Linked DNA regions of Sus scrofa: region 1 is linked to region 2. Evidence: chromatin contacts called from public HiChIP or PLAC-seq data. All regions are on one chromosome and are shown on one strand. Each heading gives the region's core, a stretch centred on a gene start, on an enhancer-like site or on the middle of the called end of the contact. The rest is flanking DNA. Distances are from core to core; before and after follow the strand shown.

The links. HiChIP or PLAC-seq counts read pairs in DNA pulled down with a chosen protein or histone mark.
Region 1: an H3K27ac HiChIP or PLAC-seq map of alveolar macrophages shows a contact between it and region 2. The contact joins the promoter of APBA3 here to the promoter of CCDC94 in region 2. A contact is called at or near these places in 1 of 47 Hi-C or Micro-C datasets (liver) and 1 of 2 datasets of contacts at active chromatin or transcription factors (alveolar macrophages).

The regions. Positions count from the first base shown.
Region 1 is chr2:74,928,497-74,932,321 of Sscrofa11.1, reverse strand. APBA3 (amyloid beta A4 precursor protein-binding family A member 3) reads right to left here and starts at 2,245. Exons shown (of 14, transcript XR_002341692.1): 1 at 2,099-2,245; 2 at 851-1,480; 3 at 723-762.
Region 2 is chr2:74,526,355-74,530,161 of Sscrofa11.1, reverse strand. CCDC94 (coiled-coil domain-containing protein 94) reads left to right here and starts at 1,829. Exons shown (of 8, transcript XM_013994769.2): 1 at 1,829-1,962. The coding sequence starts at 1,939.

The sequences.
Region 1 (3,825 bases), core at 996-3,495, 400 kb before region 2:
TTGTGAATACTTAAACTACCTATCATTTTCTTTTTTCTTGTCTTTTTGTATTTTCTAGGGCCACACCTGCGGCATATGGAGGTTCCCAGGCTAGGGGTCTAATTGGAGCTATAGCTGCCGGCCTTTGCCACAGGCACAGCAATGTCAGATCCAAGCCGCATTTGCGACTTACACCATAGCTCACGGCAACGATGCCGGATCCTTAACCCACTGAGCGAGGCCAGGGATCAAACCTGCAACTTCATGGTTCCTAGTCGGATCTGTTAACCACTGAGCCACAATGGTAACTCCTCGTTTTCATTTTTATGTTTTTGCTTTTTAGCTTTGATTCGACCCCCTAGCCGCTGGTGTGGCCCTAAAAAGCAAAAATAAATAAAAAATTTATAAATAAATAAAATAAAAATGCAAAGGTCATCTTAGCTCACAAGACATACCACAATAAGTGGCAGGCTGGATTTGATCCACAGACAGTTATTTGCCAACCCTTGCTCTAGAATCTAGGGCTACAATTTGCCAAGCATGCCCTACCACCCCCTACTCCTTGCAGAGAATTCTCATGAATGTCTCCCTTCCCCCAGTATCTGGAATCTCCTCAAAGCCAACCTCAGAGCCTCTATAGAAACAACTTCTTTCTGGCAAACTTTTTGCCAGATTTTGGGAACTTGAGTTGGGCCAATCTGAAGTCCCTAAGTCCCTGGGGCCAGGGTGGGTGGGACACTCACCCTCCTGGAGGGCAGGGTATGAAGCCAGGGTCTCGGGACTCTGGAAGAAGATAGAAGAGGGACAGGCCTGAGTCCTCCTTCTTGGCTTCCAGCAGTGGAGGTGGCCTCAGGGGCAGGGCAGGCTCTACCTTGACATTGGCAGGTGGCTCTTCAGGAGCAACCAGAGGTACTGTCTCCAGCCAGGGTTCCGGGGAGCTGCTTGAACTCCCACTGCCACCCCGCTCAGCAGAGGCTCCCTCAGCCCACTCCTGAGGGCCAGCATCTTCCTCTGGGTCCTCAGGGGGCTGCAACAGGCGAGGAGCAGGGTCCAGAGGTTCCTGGGGACACAACTGGGAAGGAGGGCACTCATCTTGCTGCAAAAGGCTCAGCAAGTCATCGCGGCCAGCCTCAGCAGACAAGAGCCCATGGGCATCGGTGATGTCCTGTGAGGCCAGACCATGGCCAGTGGCAATGTGCAGGGGACATGGGGCTCCATCTGGGGACAGGCCCACCAGATCACCTGGCAGAGCTTCAAACTGTTGTACCAGGTCCTGAATATTTAGCCCATCAAGTTCCATTTGACTCAGGCTGCTATGGCCTCCTGGCGCTGGGTCCCACTGGCAATCAGAGGAGAGATCCTGAGAGGGCAAAAGTGTATCCTTGGGTTCCTCCAACTCCATGGCTGGAGATCCTGGAGGAGGTTGGGAGGCTGGAGATCCTGGAGGAGGTTGGGAGGCTGTTAGGAATTCCATGCCAGGACCCCAGGCTCAAGCCAGCATCTGAAAAATAGAATCAAAGATGAGATTTCCTGGGTACCAACCTGTTACTAGGTGCTAGCTGGGTGCTGTTCATACAGGACACACAATGTAATCCCCGCCATACCCTCCAATGAAGGCTTTGCTATGATCCCCATTTTACAGATAAGGAAACTGAGGGCAGAAGGAGCAGTTTTAAGGCAGAGGTTCCCCATCCCTCTCACTACAAACCCCAGGGGATTCTTAGGTACCTGTTACCCCAGACCTCACCCCTTCCACGGACGATGTTCATCCCAGCCCTGGTTCTTCCAAGTCTTCCTCCCCAGACTGGAGACACACCCTTACCATACAGACTAGACAGGTAGAGGTCTCTGAGACCCGGGATTCAAGACCCCAAACTTCAAACTTAATACTAGAGCTCCAATACGCCAAAAAGCAGACTTTCATCTCAAGACCTCCAATGCCATGCTCAAGATTGACCCCAGGCTCGGACCTCGACCTCAGACCCAGCCTGAAGACATAACTTGACTCTAAAGCGGAGAACTAAGTACCTGTTCTCGCTCAGACCCCAGACTCAAGACTTCAGACCTGTGACCTCAGGCGCTGTCCCCAGACCTCGCTCTGCCCCTCCAGGATACTCACGTCCCAAACCGAGGTGGTCTCAACCCACGAGGCCCCCAGGACCCTGCGCCAGAGTTGGTCCAGTCCTGCCAGGCGCCGCCGCTTGCCAATTCCCAGACAGGGCGCCGGCAGATCTGTCCGCGCAGTCCTCCTGGATCACTGGGCATGCGCACGTCCCCGGGGCTTGCTGGGAAATGTAGTTCTGACCCTCCGCGAGGGGGCGCTAGATGTTGGGGCCGCTAGTTTGAATCCCAGACTTCCATTTACCCAGAGTGAAACCCAAGAGCTGGCCTCTGAGGCTTTTTTCCTCAACTGCAATATGGGGTTAAAAAGAACGCTGATTGTGGAGTCCCCATCCTGGCTCAGCGGAAACGAATCTGACTAGCATACATTGGGGACGCGGGTTCCATCGCAGGGTTAAGGGTCCGCCGCTACAGCTCGGATTTGACCCCTAGCATGGGAACCTCCATATTCCGCTTGTGCCCTAAAAAGAAAAAAGAAAAGATGGAGTTCCCGTCGTGGCTCAGTGGTTAACGAATCCGACTAGGAACCATGAGGTTGTGGGTTCGATCCCTGGCCTTGCTCAGTGGGTTAAGGATCCGGCGTTGCTGTGAGCTGTGGTGTAGGTTACAGAAGTGGCTCGGATCCCACGTTGCTGTGGCTCTAGCGTAGGCCGGCGGCTGCAGCTCTGATTCGACCCCTAGCCTGGGAACCTCCATGTGCCATGGGAGCGGCCCAAGAAATGGCAAAAAGGAAAACAAAAAAAAAAAAAAAAAAAGAAGAAGAAGAAAAGAAAAAAAGCACTGCTTGGGAGTTCCCTAGTGGTCTAGTGGTTAGGACTCAGCGTTGTCGCTGCTGCAGCCAAAGTTCAAATCCATAGTCTGAGAACTGAGATTCCGCATGCTGGAGCCAAAAATCAAAAGTGTGGCTCAGCTAGATCTGGCAGTTGTCACTGATGTGGCTCGTGGCTCTGGTTACCACTGTGGTGCGGGTTTGATCCCTGACCCAGGAACTTCCACATGCCACCGACACTAAAAAAGAAAGAAAAAGATGAAGAAATGAGACTGGGAGTTGCCATTGTGGCTCAGTGGTAACGAATCAGACCGACTGGCATTCTGGGCCTCACTCAGTGGGTTAAGGATCCAGCGTTGCTTTAAACTGTGGTGTAGGCCACAGGTGTGGCTCAGATCCTGTATTGCTGTGGTGTAGACTGGCAGCTACCACTCGATTTGACTCCTAGCCTCGAAATGTCCATGTGCCATGGGTGGGGCCCCTAAAAAGACAGGGGAAAAAATGAAGAAAGAAAGAAATGAGACTGGAAAATCCTAAACTAGCGTTAAGAGATTCTCTCAATTCCAGGGACACTGGAAGCAGGGCAGGGACCATACTGTGGACGGACTTTAGCTCACAGTAGGGAGGGTTAGGGTTAGCAGAATGGCTCACCTGTCTTAACGTTACCTCCCTGAGCTTCTGGCTTCCTTAATTGTAAACTGAGGATGATAAAATACATACCTACCTCCTAATCATGAGAATTAAACAAAATCGAGCTGATTATGGATTTAGCAATAGGGTTGGGACATAATGAGTCTAATATATGTCAGCTTTTATTACCTTCAGGTTTTCAGTAATTGCTCATTGAATAGAATCAGGAATGTATAAGGTGTGATACTTAAGGGAAGTGATAAGAAACCAAAGGACAAGAAGTCAAGGAAACATCCTTTGAATCAAGGAAAACCTACTGTATAGTA
Region 2 (3,807 bases), core at 580-3,079:
GTTCCCGTCATGGCGCAGTGGTTAACGAATCTGACTAGGAACCATGAGGTTGTGGGTTCCATCCCTGGCCTTGCTCAGTGGGTTAAGGATCTGGCGTTGCCGTGAGCTGTGGTGTGGGGTTGCAGACGCGGCTCGGATCTGGCGTTGCTGTGGCTCTGGCGTAGGCCAGCAGCTATGGTTCCAATTCGACCCCTAGCCTGGGAACCTCCATATGCCTCAAGAGCAGCCCAAGAAATGGCAAAAAGACAAAAAAAAAATTAAAAATAAAAATAAAACATTGAGCTTGTGGCAGTTTGTTACAGCAGCCATAGGACACTCAACTTTCTCAAGTAGCCCCTTCTCATCACTTTGTTACCCTGTTGTTTTGTCTTCAAATCACTTACCAGGACCTGAGTTTTTGTGTGACTGTGTTTATTGTCCATCAGTCCCACTACACAGGCAGTGATCTCCAGGGGGGCAGAAATCTTATGTCTTGTTCTCTGATGTGTCCCCAGTGACCAAGCACATCTCTGATACAGAGCAAACATTTGTAAAAGGAAGGGGGAGGCTAGGGAAGGGATGGCCTCTTTAGAAAGATGAACACAGGAGTTCCCGTCGTGGCGCAGTGGTTAACGAATCCGACTAGGAACCATGAAGTTGCGGGTTCGGTCCCTGCCCTTGCTCAGTGGGTTAACGATCCGGCGTTGCCGTGAGCTGTGGTGTAGGTCGCAGACGCGGCTTGGATCTCGCGTTGCTGTGGCGTAGGCCGGTGGCTACAGCTCTGATTCGACCCCTAGCCTGGGAACCTCCATATGCTGCGGGAGCGGCCCAAAAAATAGCAACAACAACAACAAAAGACAAAAAGACAAAAAAAAAAAAAAAAAAAGAAAGATGAACACAGAGGCAAGCAATAGGGAGACATAAGGGAGTAAATATGTGTGTAGGAGGGAAGACTGGCTGTAGTACAATGGGATCAGTGGCATCTCTGAAGCACCAGGATGCAGGTTCAACCCTTGGGCCTCCACAGTGGGTTAAGGATCCTTCATCGCCACAGCTGAGGAACAGATCGCAGCTGTGGCTCCCATTCAATCCCTAGCCCAGGAACTTCCACATGCTGCTGGTGTGGCATGGGAAATAACAAATAGGAGTTCCTGTTGTGGCTCAGTGGTAACGAATCCGACCAGTATCCATAAGGATGTGGGTTCGATCCCTGGCCCCACTCAGTGGGTTAAGGATCCAGCATTGCCATGAGTTGAGGTGTAGGTCGCAGACAATGCTGGGATCTGGCGTTGCTGTGGTGAAGGCCGGCTGTTGCAGCTCGGATTGGACCCCAGGCCTGGGAAGTCCATATGCCTCAGGTGCGGCCCTTAAAAAACCAAAAAGAGGAGTTCCTGTTGTGACGCAGCAGAAACGAATCTGACTAATAGCCTTGAGGTTTCAGGTTCCATCCCTGGCCTCCCTCAGTGGGTTAAGGATCTGGCATGGCTGTGAGCTGTGGTGTAGGTCGCAGACGCGGCTTGGATCCTGCGTTGCTGTGGCTGTGGTGTAGGCCAGCAGCTGTAGCTCCGACCTGACCCCTAGCCTGTGAACTATATGCCGCGGGTGCGGCGCTAGGAAGAAAACCAAAAAAACAAAAACGAAAACAGGGAATGCCGTGACCGGCAGCCCCATCGCCTCTAGGGGGCGCAACGCCTCCTTGAAATTTCAAATCCTGACCAACGCCGGAACCTCTGATGAGCGCCCCCAGGGTTGCAACCAGGGAGGGAAGACCGAGGGACTCGGATGTTGACAGGCGGAAGCTGGAGCCAATGATAAAGGCAAGCTGTATATGCTGCAGCCAATAACAGCGGCTGAAGGAGTGGCGTAAGCGGAAATACAAAGGACAGACGGTCGGGAAAGTTCGATAAGCACCGAGCCTAACCAGTACTCTCGTGCTTGTGAGAAGACTAGGAGGCAAAGATGTCGGAGCGAAAAGTTTTAAACGTAAGTGTTGGGCGACTAAGGCTTTCCACCAGTGGTGGGACCTCTCGTAGCCAACGGAAGTGGGCTAATTATACTCTTCTAGTGGGACCTTTGCCTTCTTCCCAACGGTCTGCACACTCCTCCCAATCACCTTCCGCGGAGGGTGGGCCTTCAGCTAAACCTCATCCTGGAGCCTGGAGTGTACCCCATCACCTTTGGGGGCGGAGCTTGGGCGTATTTACCAGATCTCTTCTCCTGATTGGATCTTCTGAAGGGAATTATCCAATCACTTTCCTTGGGGCGGAGCTATTTTAAAATCGTGGTATTTCAGCTCTAAGCACCGCCGGCAGGGGGTCTATTTTAGCCAGTTCTGATCTTTGGGAAGGGTTAGGCTTATCTAAATTCAGCGTGCGGCTGGAGACCTTTCCAGTTGCCTTAAGTCTGCCAGCTCTTTTGGGGAAAAAAAAAATCATTCCCTAACAGAACTGGTGTGTGTGTTGAGGGGGGCGGGGTCTGGAAAGCAGCATTCAGCTTCTAGAGAAGAAAACTCCGGAATTCTGAGTCCCTGTCCCCCACCGTCTAAGAGGGTGTGTGCTCCCAGGTAAGGAGTGAGCTCACCGGCCTGGGAGTGTGTAAACCCAGGATGTCAGGAAGGAGTAGAGAAGAGACCTCCAGACTGATGGCTCCGAGCCCAGGTTTCCAAGGTCAGTTTGATGTCTCTTTCCCTAACTCGGTGCTCTAATCTTTTAAACACCTGTGGTAAGAATCCAGCCACTGGAGTTTCTGTTGCAGCTCAGCGGCTTAAGAACCCAGCTAGTGTGCATGAGGATGCGGGTTTGATCCCTGGCTTCACTCAGTGGGTTAAGGATCCGGCATTGCTGCAAGCTGCGGCGTAGATGAAGGATGCGGCACAGATCGCAGATACAGCTCTGATTTGGCAGCTGCAGCTAGGATTTGACCCTTAGCGCAGGAACCCCCATATGCTACAGGTTTGGCACTAAAAAAAAAAAGAAAGAAAGAAAAAGAAAAATCCAGCCCCAGTCACCTCACATTCCAGGACTTCATATGGGTGAAAGTTCTTCCATCCTGAGGATCTAGCTGGGAGGCCATCTATTCCCATAACTTTCTGGTAAATACTTGTGTTTGCCAGGTACTGCTCTAAGTGCCATATTCACGAAGTCCTTGCAGGTGAACAAGTTATCCCTCCATCAGATGAGGAAACTCAGGCCCAGAGAGATTATGTAATAGCCAGAGAGTGGTGGAGTCAAACCCAGTACCCCCAGCTCTGTAATGTGTGCTCTTAATCATGATACCAGTTTCCCCAAAGTCGTGTCCCTGGCTTTGCTTCTCACACTGTGTGACCTTGAGTAGCTGAAACCACCAGGATTCAGTTTCCTATGGGTACTCTGCTGTCTGTCTCAGGTCTTTGCAGGGATTGCATAAAACAAGGGATGTAAAGCTCTAAATAGTATGTGGCACCTCGTAAGTGCTCAGAGCTCAAAGTGCTTTATTTTCTGTTTATCCTGCGTGGTGATTTTTAAACATAATCCAAACTCACCTTCCCCACACTTTCCATCTCAGGCTCCTGTGCAGAAAGAGTTAATGCGACAGGCCTGAGGCTGCTGTCCTTAGAAAGGCCTGCTTGTGAGGAGTCCCCGTTGTGGCTCAGCAGTAGTGTACCCGACTAGTGTCCATGAGGTTGTAGGTTCGATCCCTTGCCCTGCTCAGTGAGTTAAAGATCCGGCGTTGCAGTGAGCTGTGGGGTAGGTTGCAGATGTGGCTTGGATCTGGCGTTGCTGTGGCTGTGGTATAGGCTGGCAGCTACAGCTCTGATTCGACCCATAGCCTGGGAACTTCGTATGCCCT